2 separate regions of the Drosophila melanogaster genome follow, and region 1 is linked to region 2. A link is a contact called in public HiChIP or PLAC-seq data. All regions are on one chromosome and are shown on one strand. The core of a region is the stretch at or near the end of the contact, and the rest is flanking DNA. Distances in the headings are between cores, read along the strand shown.

The links. HiChIP or PLAC-seq counts read pairs in DNA pulled down with a chosen protein or histone mark.
Region 1: a contact with region 2 is called in a Pc HiChIP or PLAC-seq map of the Kc167 cell line, with 4 times the contacts expected there. The contact joins two enhancer-like sites. A contact is called at or near these places in 4 of 107 Hi-C or Micro-C datasets (the Clone 8 cell line, the S2 cell line and whole body) and 2 of 6 datasets of contacts at active chromatin or transcription factors (both in the Kc167 cell line).

What each region holds. Positions count from the first base shown.
Region 1 is chr3R:31,940,115-31,946,485 of dm6, forward strand. The region is part of intron 4 of heph (hephaestus); the gene reads right to left. Among named protein-coding and RNA genes, the nearest start is that of CG2003, 35 kb to the right of the region's middle. Within about 2 kb of position 4,972, at least 35 of the 39 cell types and tissues checked have an H3K27ac peak or open chromatin away from gene starts, as enhancers often do. A contact at or near this core is called in the Kc167 cell line, where this site is marked.
Region 2 is chr3R:31,839,454-31,845,899 of dm6, forward strand. It overlaps RhoGAP100F (Rho GTPase activating protein at 100F), which reads left to right. Exons shown (of 11, transcript NM_001300700.1): 10 at 427-550; 11 at 644-6,446. The coding sequence ends at 2,316. Among named protein-coding and RNA genes, the nearest start is that of RhoGAP100F, 30 kb to the left of the region's middle. Within about 2 kb of position 2,073, at least 11 of the 39 cell types and tissues checked have an H3K27ac peak or open chromatin away from gene starts, as enhancers often do. A contact at or near this core is called in the Kc167 cell line, where this site is marked.

The DNA of each region.
Region 1 (6,371 bases), core at 3,722-6,221, 100 kb after region 2:
GAAAGCCAGCTCCCTGTGAAGTTGACTTGGCAATTCAAGAGCGCCAAGGTAGCGGACGAAGATCGCACTAGAAACACATTGCAGTATAGGTACAGTAATGGTCGAAGTATTATATACCTTTAAAGAAATAAGAAATCAAAGAGTTCAACTTTATTTATGACCTTTTTGAGTTACTTAAACTTACACAGTTATGTTATAACTTACATGTTGCTAATTAAAAATTAAGTACTGTTTTTTTTTAGACTCGGCTACAAGTTTAAGTCGTGCAACACGCCAACTGCAAGCCCTTGTTTCCGAGGTATAAACTAAAACAACCATGAGGCTCTTGGGACCGCTGACGACATTCAGGTGCAAGTCGAATGTTTTTGGAGAGAAATATGCGGTAACAGCATTTACTATCCTCAGTCCCACCCCCCAAGACCAACTTTAAGTTGCACCTTCGGTCCGCAAAGGAAGCCAAGCGAATCTGGCGATTTACCAGCAGAATAGAAGAATGAAAGACCGAAGGAATGAGGTAAGATGAAGTCAGCCAACGAACCAGCAACTAAATGCACGAAACAGTCAACTTGCCACATTTTAATTCACTCGAATTCACTCCCTAAGTATTATCTCGGCTGGTCGCTTGCTTGTTCTTGGGCACTGAACATTTTCTCATTTAATTTCCTATATTTTTTATAACTTATTTATTTTCGGTTAGACTCGGTATCTATAATTTACACATCCTATATCACGAGCGAATTTTTAATGCAACATTTCGCATTATAGATTAATTAATTAAATTTAAAATTCCTCCTGAGTGCATTAAATGGTAGAAACGGCAGAACTGCATGAGGCTCAACACAGACAGAGATGATGATATAGCTGTAGACAGAGACGCAGCAAGTTGCAAGAGATGCTCTGCTTTGGCTTCTACTTCTCGTGGCTTCCTTTTGAGCTTAACTTGGCTCACGGCATTCTTTCCATAGCGACTCTTGGCCATAATTCGCTACTGGTATGTGTCGCTTCTATGTTGGCCCGCCCCACTTCGTATCAAGCTAAAGCTCCTTCCAACCACATGGCAATAGAATTATAGTGAGCCGGGGCTGTCACTTGGTTTGTTTTAACTCAAATTTATGTTGCCGAAAGCTAGCAGCTGGAATATGCAACTTGAGTGGTGGAATTCCCTGGGGAACACAATTTATTCAGCCATCTTTAACGCTCTCATATAATTATTATTTATTATGCAACGAGCTAATCGATTCCCAGGTGCTACTCCAATAGTTCAGTAGAATAATCATTTGCATTTTGCTGTGGGCTATTGACCATGAACTTGTCTTACTTTATGGATTCAACATTAATAAAAAAAAAAAAAAAACTGTTTACTTGGAGTAACCTCATTTCACTCTTTGACCTAACGCAAATGCATATACTGTTTCGATTTCCACACCAAGCCCAGACTTAAGCCAAAACCAATGAAATCTCTCCCTTTATCAGGCCAACAGTGAAACATTTTCAATAACGAAATTCCAGCTAAAAAAAATGGGGCTTAAATACAGCATCAGCCAACGAGAAACCTGATATAAACAGTGATGTGGCAAGGAACGTGCACAGAGAACAAAAAGTTACACTTTTACAAATTCTAATTATTAAACTTCTATGGTGTATTAACAGGTAAGCTTTCCTTACATGAAATTAAGAAAAGAAAATCATTGTTTATTATAACATTTACACACAAATATTTCAAATATTCAAATATTCCCCAGTGCAGATAAAGCGCATGAAGTTTCAACGCAGCCGCTATTATATTTGGACCGCAAATGAAACAAGTTTGGCAACTTTGGCAACAACGGGCATTTGCACCGCTGTGGCGAAGAAACGGTGGAATCACGAGGCGAAATCAGAGAGAGCAGCATGAAAGGTGGAGTGAGTTACCATTGCATCAGCCACCGCAACAGCTACATCATCATCATGACCGTGAACAGCAGAGTCTGAGGATTTAAGCAGACTGCATATCTGAGATTCCAGTACCTGTATGTGAGCGTGGCGAAAAGTCTGGAAAACATTACAATTGCATCTATTGAAGCAGGGTAGCCACGTCGTCCATTAGTCCGAGTGCTTTGGCTATTATCGCCAGCCAGAGTGACGCTAATGGCGCGCGGAGAGCTCGTTATGATTTGCGAACGAGTCCTAGTCCAAGAGGCAAGGCAAAAAGTCCTGCCCTGGCCGCTTAATGAAGCATAATCTCATTGTAACCACTTACAACCAATAAGAACAACAACAAGCCAAGTTCGCTAAGCGGATTGGGTCGAGAATCAACCCGCCAAGCTTAAGGAGGCCAAAAGGAATCCAGGCGTGGGCGAAAACTACTTGGCATATCCTGGCACACTGACTGACTGAATGACCACTCACCCAATATAGCGCCACCCACATCGAGTGGGACTTTTTATGTTTATTTACCTCTCCACTTGTGCCGTTTTTTCCTGAGTCCTTATTCACGGGTATTGATGTCGCCCGAGCTTTTCATTAGCGTGATTTGGGAAGAAAGCATTATGTTTGCCACTTGACAGAAGTATTTCATTTCATTTCCCCACTTTCCTCATTTTTTCTACAGTCTTCAAAAGAAAACTTGTTACATGCCTAATTTAAGACAAGTGTGAGCTTCAGGCTGAATGAATAGCGCTGAAAGCTGCCTAAGCGGATTTGGATTAATCACTGAACAGTCCTTCAAAAAGATGACACTGATACCAAAATACACATCAAACGATTTTGTATTCCATTGTTACGATTATTTTAACATTAGTAGGTGTAAATAGCAGCTTTAAAATAGAACTTGGTGCTATCTTAATAACGATATCCATCATAACTAAAGGAGGTTTAAGGTTTAATAGTTTTTTGCCAAAATAAAATTTAATTTTCCCTAGAAATGTGCCGGACAAGTTCGAAATCATTTATAAGCAGAGGTCAAGGGAAGTGCAATTTTTAGTATACGTGATAAATAAATATAAATATTACAATTTTCTAATCTATTTCTTATACACAATCTAAATATATTTAGATTAGCCCTATCATTGAGTACAACAGAAGGTACGCAGTTATGAAAAATAATTTGGTAACTGAAGTCAAGAAGGTGCAGCAGATAGACAGTGCCAACGAGCGGAGCTAACAATGGAAAATACAATAAGGAGCTGGATCTGTAGCCGAGTTTACCTTTGCTGACTTTCGCGTAGCAGCTAGAAAAGAATGCCGTTGGGGCGAAGGGGTAGCCCTGATTGGATGGAATTATATGGCCAAGACCATGGCTGAATTCTTTTGGTTTCACTTTTTAAACTCTGATTTAGTGCGCTTAAGATTTTAAGTGTACAGTCAGTGCATTTAAGCTTTAGTTTAAATGAAACTAACGGCTAATGAGCTGCAATGTTCAGAAAAACTTTTGGCAAACAATAAATTTATATGAAATCAAGAACGAATAAAAGGAAATGGCTACAAACGCTGTGCCCTGGCTTTAAGCCGTTACACAGTTATAACAGGAGTATATGAACAGACAGCGAAAATAAAAGCCATGATTGTTAATTTTAAATCTTCGTCTCGAGTTGGCACGCTTTATATTGAGGAAAGGAAAATAAAAGTAGAGAAGATGTCTAAAGCCAGTTTGGCAACTGCCACTGCAATAATTTTCTTACTCGTTTTTCTGCAATTTTTTGTGTGTTCATTTGGTCGATAGCTCGTCATTTAAGGGCTTCAAGGCCAAGGTTTAACAAGTCAGACGAAGACAAAAACAGAAAACAAAAAAAGAAACAGAAACTGATCGCAATCGAGCCAAAAGACAAGTGCGGGGCGGAGATATGTGGCTGGTTTGCTCAGGCACGAAGCCAAGTTTCAAGCTCCGAGCTTCATGGGACACAAGCACTTGGCACACAAACAGAGAAGCAACAGGAAGAAGTGGCATGCCGCACGATTCCATGCATAATAAATGCGCAACTGGTGTGCGAGGAAACCGGTTTTAGGAAACTCGCACCGAATTGGGAAGAGCTCCCAACTGTTATACTTAAAAGCCGACAGGAAGCTCGAAGGGGAAAGGTCCAATGTATGCCAACAGTCTGCAAAAAGGACGTAGGGGAGAGGCTTTTAAGTCCATAAAGCTTTTGGCTGTTGATTAACAGCCGTAGAAGAGTGGCATCGGTAGATGACAAACTTCCGGCGGCAAATCAGCGCAGCAGACGGCACAGCAAGAACTGATGCGCAATTTAACTTTTTATGCTTGCGGAAAATACTTCAATTTTAAATAGTTAACCCGCTATATGAAGTTGTTTTAAAAGTTCAAAATATTTTTGAAAAATAAAGTAATAAGGAAAAATGCAAGATCAATTGGCAAATTTAAATATTTGACAAAATTGTATTAAAATTATTTTCGCTCAGTGAGAAAATTCGCTGGCTGACTGGGCATTTAAATGACCTCGCAAGAATGCAGATTCTAACGAAGCCATTCTCGACTGTCTAGCAGCAGGCCCGACCAACAGCCTGTGGATAAGAGTCGCTAGACTAGTCTAACCACTAGCAGCTCAGAATACCACGAAGAGTACGTTGACCATTTTGGCCACAAAAACTAACACACACTTTGCCAGATGACTTATCGCTGTTGGTCATGGGAAAAGTTACAACACTTGTCTCGTAGCATAGCGTAAAATTTCTTATGTATTGCAACTAAATTTGTTGCGAAAAGCGCACACTAAAATGCCGTGCGCGTAAACTGTTTAGGAACAGGGACGCATTCCCACATGGTGTGCTCTTTGGCCAAACAATTGCCGCGCGTTATGTCGGTGCATTCAAATTTCAAAGTCAAACACTAGCATGATGCCGGTTCCAAAAACAAAAGACAAACAGAACCCCGCGCCGACTCTTTTTTTTTGCCTTTGGCCAAGTTCAAGAAGCAAAGTCAGCAATCAAGTCCAATGCGAATGGTATGTGCGATACCCTCCTGTACTCTCATGCGGTTGCAATAAAAACCAGTTTGAGACTGCATTTTTCAGTTCTCTGCATGTGCTTCTGGGGCAGCCACAAAAGCATTTAAGCAAAAGTACTCTGCTGCCTGGTTTGTGTTGTTGCATGTGGTCGATATGAAATTTATGTTGCTTAAAAGCAATTTTTCTTAGTCATTTTAATTGAAATACTTATGAAAAAAGGGCTAACTAAGTATTTTAATTGTGTTGCATTGAATCATTGAATCTAAAATCCTGTTTGCCCGAATAAGCTAATATCGAAGTTCTTAAAATATGCCAAACTTTGTGCGTAATAAACGGATCAACAAAGTAATAAGACAAACTTTAGCATAATAAATAAAAAAGGAATGAATTTGCCAAAAGTTCAGGAGGCATAAAAAATATTACTGGCAGTCCTAATGAAAATAGATTCGCTATTCGTCTTTTTCGCACTTCGCATATAATAAATAATAATTTACAATTTGCTGCACTGATTTATATAGGAATCTTTAAACCAACCCGCACAGGGGCTGCGCAAACAACAATACTTACCTGAAACGAGGGGAAAACGTCACAATTTAATCAGCAACTTTAAATAAAAGATCAAATGTAATTTAAATGAAATTTCCATTTATATATCATGCATTAAAATATCGCATGCTGCGGAAACAGGAGATGGGTGGTGGCATAACCAAGTGGCAGCACCAGAGCTCCTCAATTATTAATGCGTTTTTGCTCATTGCATACTTTTGGGCTGCCAGTGAGAAGTCAGCTCACAAACACAGCCAAACAAGCGCAAAAGAGAGTATTTGACAGTGAGAGTCAAAACTTTGATTTGTTAAACGCACAGTCGCGGGTATTCGGTTAGCAATACAGCAATACTTGTACTACTTTTCAAAAACGCTTACCAGAATTGCATATCAAAGCCATTTTTTTTTATTTCTTCAATAATGAATGGGAATGAGAGTTTCTCACCATTTCTATTCGCATCCCCCAAATGTGTGCTATTGTGTGCATTTCTGTTTTAAATTTCTACACCACCACCAGCTCTATTTATAACTGCCACTCTGAGTTAATTCGTCGTCGTCTTCATGCCACTTGGCATGAGTTTCACATTTCAATTTGTGCGTACCCCAGACCCGACCATCCCACCACCACTTCCACCGTCCATGCAACCTCCTAATGTCTTGGGTGTTTTAGCAAACAAATTACTTTTAATTTTCAGTGACTTTGATTTTTGGCAGTGTTTTCTGCAGGCTCGTGTTGTTGTCACTGCCGCAGTCATTCTCCCACCCACCTGCGACCCGCCACCACACTTTACTCCTCCACGAAGACACTGACTAGGCATCTTCATTATCATCGGTTTTAGTGGGTTCATTCGCCACGGCTTTTTATTTCACTTCTGCACTTGTCACT
Region 2 (6,446 bases), core at 823-3,322:
ATTTCAAATAGTGAAATTGAAATTTGCTTGCATGAAATACAAATCACGCCTTATCACAAGCCAATAACTTTACCAATGCCCACATAGTCACCCGAATCCCAATAATAACATGTAATTGGTTAACGAATTGGCCGTCACCTGTATGAGAATCGCACCGCGCACGCAGTGAAATTGTCTTTTGTCTATGAATATAAATATGCTCCTGTATGTGTCACACATTTACCCACTTGAAAACAAACATTAACATTAACACTAAGCCCCGAAATGATTCAAAATTTGAAATTCTTACTGCACCACCCAAAACCAAGAATTTGCACGTATTGACGCCCTTAAAGCTACTTTCAGCCTTAATTGACGTTCAGCCAACATATAACCAACTTTGCGGGAATTCCCCTGCTCTCCTTTCCGTTCGTTATTTTCTTGCAGCCCTATCAATTGGGGGGCTCAGTGGGCTCAGCAATTCCCGACCCATCGCCACTGCCACTTCCAGGCACACCCTCCCCCGGCAGTAGCTCAGCATCGACGGGCTCAGGCTCCGGATCGGGTAAAAGTAAGTAAACTCAAATGTTCCTACGCTTATGTCGGTTGCATTGTGTTTGTTATTAGAGAGGAAAGATAACGAGGCTTTTGTAATTTTCTGCAGGCACGGACACCATCAAGCGCGGTGCTTCGCCTGTTTCCGTTAAGCAAGTCAAGATCGTCGACCAGCCATCCAGCCCATACTCCATTGTGATGAAGAAACCGCCGTTGCAAAAAGATGCGCCCGTTGAAATCACCACCCCCACCACACAGGCTGATACAGAGTCGACCTTGGGATGCAAGGAAAGCAATGGAACAGCTTCTCGAAGGGGAAATGTAGACTTTTATGATACGCATAAGACGCAGGCAAAGAGTGTGGTAAACGAGGAATCCAGCTACAGCTCCAAGTACACTGGCTCGGAGACCAAGAAGATCATCCCTGGCAACAGTAGCTACACTCCCAGCAAGGCGAATGCTAGTGGCCTTTCTGGCGGCGAAGACTACAAAGCAATGCGTAACAAGTCGAGCGCTACATCCAGCTCCAGTTCATCGCAGGCAACCGTTTTGAGTGCTGGCTCTACCGCCACATCAGCCCCGACCACTTCTTCAGACGATTCGGATGACCTGGTCTCCTACAAGTCATCGGCGTCCACAAATGCCTTGCTGGCCCAATCGCAGGCCATGACCACCAGCCAGCTGATGTCCAAGTATCTTAAGCGGGAGCCACGAGTACAGTTTACGCCAATCAAGTCACCGGAATCTCCCTCGCCACCGGGTAGCGGCGATGGTCTGCCGAAGGGTACTTACCAACTAGTTACGCCTATCTCGGGATCGTCGAGCAAACCGGGTGCTACAACTGGAGCTATAAGCAAGTATACCACCGGCTCAGTGGAATCATCTATTAATGCGAACAGCCAGAAGTTGTCATCGCCCTCACGATTGTGCAACAGCAAGGATAGCAATAGCAGGACTGGAACGGCCAGTAGTACGACCCCCGCGACCTCCATGGTTTCTACAGGTCGGCGTTTGTTTGACAGTCTCGCCTCTTCATCGTCCTCGGAAACGGAGACCAAGACGTACATAGGTGGCACCACTGCAGCCAGTGGAGCCATTACCACCACCATCTACACCAACGACACCAAGAACTCCGGCAGCAGTAGCAGTAAGTCGGGAATAGGAGGAGGGTCTGGAACTGGGTTGGGAGCAGTTTCGGGAGCAAGCTCCGAGACCCGAAGCTTCGGCAGTACGCTATTTGGCAGTAGTGGCTTAGGTAATGGCAATGGTAGTAGCCACAACCACTCTAGCGCCAGTCCAAGTCCCTTCACCACCACCAACGGCAACGGTAACCACAATACCATGCATCTGTACGGCACCTTGCCCAAAAACGGAACTTCCACGGGGGCAGCTCTGTTTGGCGGATCGGCCAACAGTTCTTCGTACCACTCTTCGGCGAGTGGAAGTGGAGCCGGAACCGCCAGCAGTAGTGGGGTCAGCTCTATGACTGGCTCCACAAACAGCTACGACTTCTACACGAGCACAAGTTCCACTGTGAGCAGTTCGCGCCCCTTTGCCAATGGAGGCAACAACTATCACACACTGGGAACCTATAGGGCTCAGTACGCCGCCACTAACCCCTTCCTGGACGCATTTGATGAAAAGCCGGGCAGCAACGGGGGTAATGCCCACGGGGAGGAGAAGCTAGGCGCGGACAAGGGCCACCACAGAGCGGCCGTTATGGCCTTTCAGTCTTCAGGAGACTCGAAAAACGGTAGCGATGAGTACGATGACATCAAGTGAGGTAGGAAAAATGCTATAAATACGGTTAGGGGCAAGGAATATAGATACAACTACGATTATACGCGTACAATTGGCGAAAGTTAAAAAAATCTCAAAGCTAGTCTTCCTTATTTAATCTTTCTTAGTCTTTCTTAGTTCACCTTCACCTTTTCGGTCTGCGAAAATGGATCGTTTAAAATATTTGTGGGCATCGAAAAGCGATCAACTGTCAACTGCTCGACTGCAGTGCCCTTGATTAAACTTTATTTCCCACTCTATCAATTTTATCGGAAAACATCAAGGCGATCTTACCCTTTCGCCATTGCATTGCTCGCGTACTATCGTAGTTATGTAACAACTAATGTCACACAATGCTGAAAGTGTTCTTTTGAAGTATTTACAGTTTACAAATTTACAAAGTACGATCGATAATTGCATATAACGCCACAATGAGGTCCCTTTAAGCTTTAAAGCTAGCATAATCTACATACAAAAACTAAAATAGTCGCCGAGCTCTGTGTATGTGTTTATAAATACTTGTGAAAGCTTATCCCTGATAGCGTTAAAAGTCTTGAAGCGCTTGACAGTGGTTTGCAGTTTAGCTAACATAAATCCGAATTCAAAAATATTTACGAACAGTATTTTTAATGAACTAAAATATACATTGAATAAAGTCAACAGCGTATACAATAAATGACACTTAAGAAATACAAATAGAAGAACTTACCCAAAAGGTTGAATGCGCATTTAATTTTTCAAAACATACTTCAATATCAACTTACACCGTGATTCGTTACTGATATTTCGCAGTGGAAACTGTATATAAGGAGAGCTATTATAATCTACCCACGTAATCTCTTTTGTGGGCGTTTAAATGTGACCAACTCTCTTATCTGCAAAAGCAATTTACACGACTATGACAACCTGTCCAATTAAATGTTCTACGACTTTTTGAGCAACATATTTGCCTAAAATGTTTCGCCCCATGCCTCTTTTATAAAACTTAAATATGCGCATGTGATCAAGTAAGATCGATCTCCCGATTAGGGTTTCACATAGCAGACACCACTCGCAAACTGACATGCAAAATACAAATACATGAATTTATTATCGAATCAATGTGCTTAGTTTTTGTATGAAACAAAGTCTGATATATACACTAATATACAACGGTACAGTATAATATTTCTAAACATTTAATCATAATTATACAAGCGATGAAAATTTAATATTAATATGTATTACTAAATAGCAAGTTAAGAGCGCTTTGCGATTAAGAAGTTTACAGCAGGTATGTTTTCAAGGCTTTTTAAAACGTATTAATGACCAACTGTGCTTAACCCCAATTGTATAGGAAATTACATTTAAATGACCCTATAACGATCTCAATTTTATAAAACATTAAATTTATAATACTTTCGAATGCATATGTTGCGGAACTGTAAATACCCAAAAAGGAATTTACCGATCCCGTAGTCAAGTAATCAGTAATTAAAGCTGGTTATAGTCATAGGCGTTGGAAAACAGCCTACTGCTCTGATTATTTAACTCAAGTTAGACAGAATCATTCTAAGTAACATCCGACTAAAATAGGAAAAAACAGAAAGATTTATGTTAGCTAACAAAAATGTATAATCATTCGTCTTCATGCAAGTACAACTTTCTTCAGCGACTAAATAAAATCAATTAAAGTGAAAAGCCTCACTTATTACTTCACAGTACATTCATTGCCATAACTAATCGAAGTTATATAACCTTTAATCAATATGGCGGATTATTTGATTTTAACAATTAGTACTGCTTCTTATAAAGATCGATTGGGAACCCCAAACACAATAAGATTTTAAATAGTAAATTATTCGGTTAAATGTTGCCAGATTTAATTTATAAGAATGGATAGCATATAAAGTGTTAAACATGATTACCAAACCAAAGAGTTTAAAACCACGAAATAGGCAACCATATAGTTGAGCAAATTGATTTTTATATAGTAAATTGTTAATTATTGCATATAGCACGTAGAATTTTTAACAAAAGTAAAAAGAAATCGGAAGTTCAGGCGGGTTAGTTATTTTGTGGTGGTGTGACTTTCTTGCCGCCATTGCTGCCCAACTTCTTTATTGATTTTACGGTTTTAACTTCATGCATAACACAGAAACATCAATGTTACTAAAGCTGTCGCCTTCGTTTTAAACACAAGTAAGACCTAGTACCCCTATTAGCTCTGCAACCCGGTTTTTTTGTTGGTTTATCCCGAAAGCTTTAATCGTTGAACGACCAGACTTACACGGTTACAAATTCTATAAATATTAATTATATACCATATAATAGTAGCAGAGTTTGTGGAGGATATTATGACAGCACTTCGGTTTATTTGCGAATTGTTGTGGCTTCATAGTCGTAGTTAGTTAGCATTAGATGTAAAACGTGGCGGAGATTCGAACGTTGTCAGTTGGTGGTGGAAGAAGGAAGTGGAGGCAGCGACTGCAGTTTCATCGGTTTGTGGTTTGCCGCTTGGAGCTTCTTTACTGGGCCCGATTTTGTTCGATATCTATTTGTACTTGTACTTAGAACTCGTAAGCATACACTATGGAATATATATATCACTGTGTCATATCGTACATTTAAAGCAAATAACGAAAACAGATTGCAGCTGAACGAATTAGCAGAGGAGAGAAAAATTGTTAACGAAAAGTATTCGTGTATCGAAGTATGTATACAAACCTAAATTAATAGCAGTCAAGCAGCAACTACATAATATAAATAGATAAATACCAAACAAACAAACAAAAACTCGATTGGCGGGAAACCAAGTACTACAAATTGTACATGCATTTAATCTAGAATAGCTACAACTAACTAAACACTAATTATCTGATACTGAAACCAATCCAACTTTTAGCTGCAAACGAAAATGGCAAATGAATTGATAAATATGCTAACACATTAGACATTAAATTAGTTAACGGTGAATTAACGGAAACGAACTAATTTATTGAAATGTATTGCACAATATCGAACACTTAAACATATTAGAGAAAGTAACTAAGCCTACTACAGGTAATATGCATACGAATAGAATCGGACACATAGGCAAAGTTGGCAGGATGCAGATTCAGATTGTGTTCAAAACCTAATCTCCAAGTAAAATCGATCGATTCCTCGCAGGTACTTTCGGATAGTGAGATCGGAATCTGTTGTACCACGATTTGGCTAGTTTCGATATATGTAAAGATTAAGTGTGTTTATGTGAGCATTAAATGCCTATACTTTCGTTTAATTTAAAACTAAAAATGCCCTTTCGCACCCGCACCTTTGTATACTTTATTTTTGCCCACCTTAATAACATTTTGACGCTTTACGGGGATTTTTGTCATGGTTTTTCGAGCGGTTTGTAAGGAATGCAATTAAGGAAAAGATTTCTTCTGTCGAACTTAATAAGTAAATGGAGACCAAATGCTCAGGGCTTTAGCAAGTTATAGTAGGCGTAATGTACAAAAAAAAAAGAAAAGAAATCAAGGGGAGACCCACCTAAAAACTAAGTGCAACACATCATGAGCATACTCCATCAAACGTTAAGGCGATGCATTTTAGTTAAATCTTTAGATCTGTCATCACCAGCATACGCTGCAGGTGCAAATCAACAATAGCAACATCAACCACAACAAGAACAATCCAGCAAACAAATTTACAAAATCCAAGCAATCAATTTGTTGATAAGACTGAAAACCATATAAAACAAACGGAAGACAAAACAAAAGTAAATGAAGAACATACAACTCCCTTTGCATAGAGATCGACATCAAAACAAAAATATTCATACACTAGCATTTTGAAGATCCCCAGTATAAAAAAAGAGTTTTCCTTGTTTAAGCGGTCAATTGAAATGTTTTGGTGTATTCCCTTCCCTTTCCAGCGCATCACTGAACTTTATCGAAGTAACTTAACAAATCTTAAAGTAATAGTAAAATATTAGCAAAAACAATACAAATATTACCACCAGCAGATTGCTACCTACATAATATGCAAGTTTAATATAAAAATGCAATAAGAAATAGTCTAACCAATAGTTCAAAACCTTACGAAAAGGAGAAAAGTTTTCATGTAGAGAATTAAACAATGACGGATAGATCTATAGAAAAAATATCACA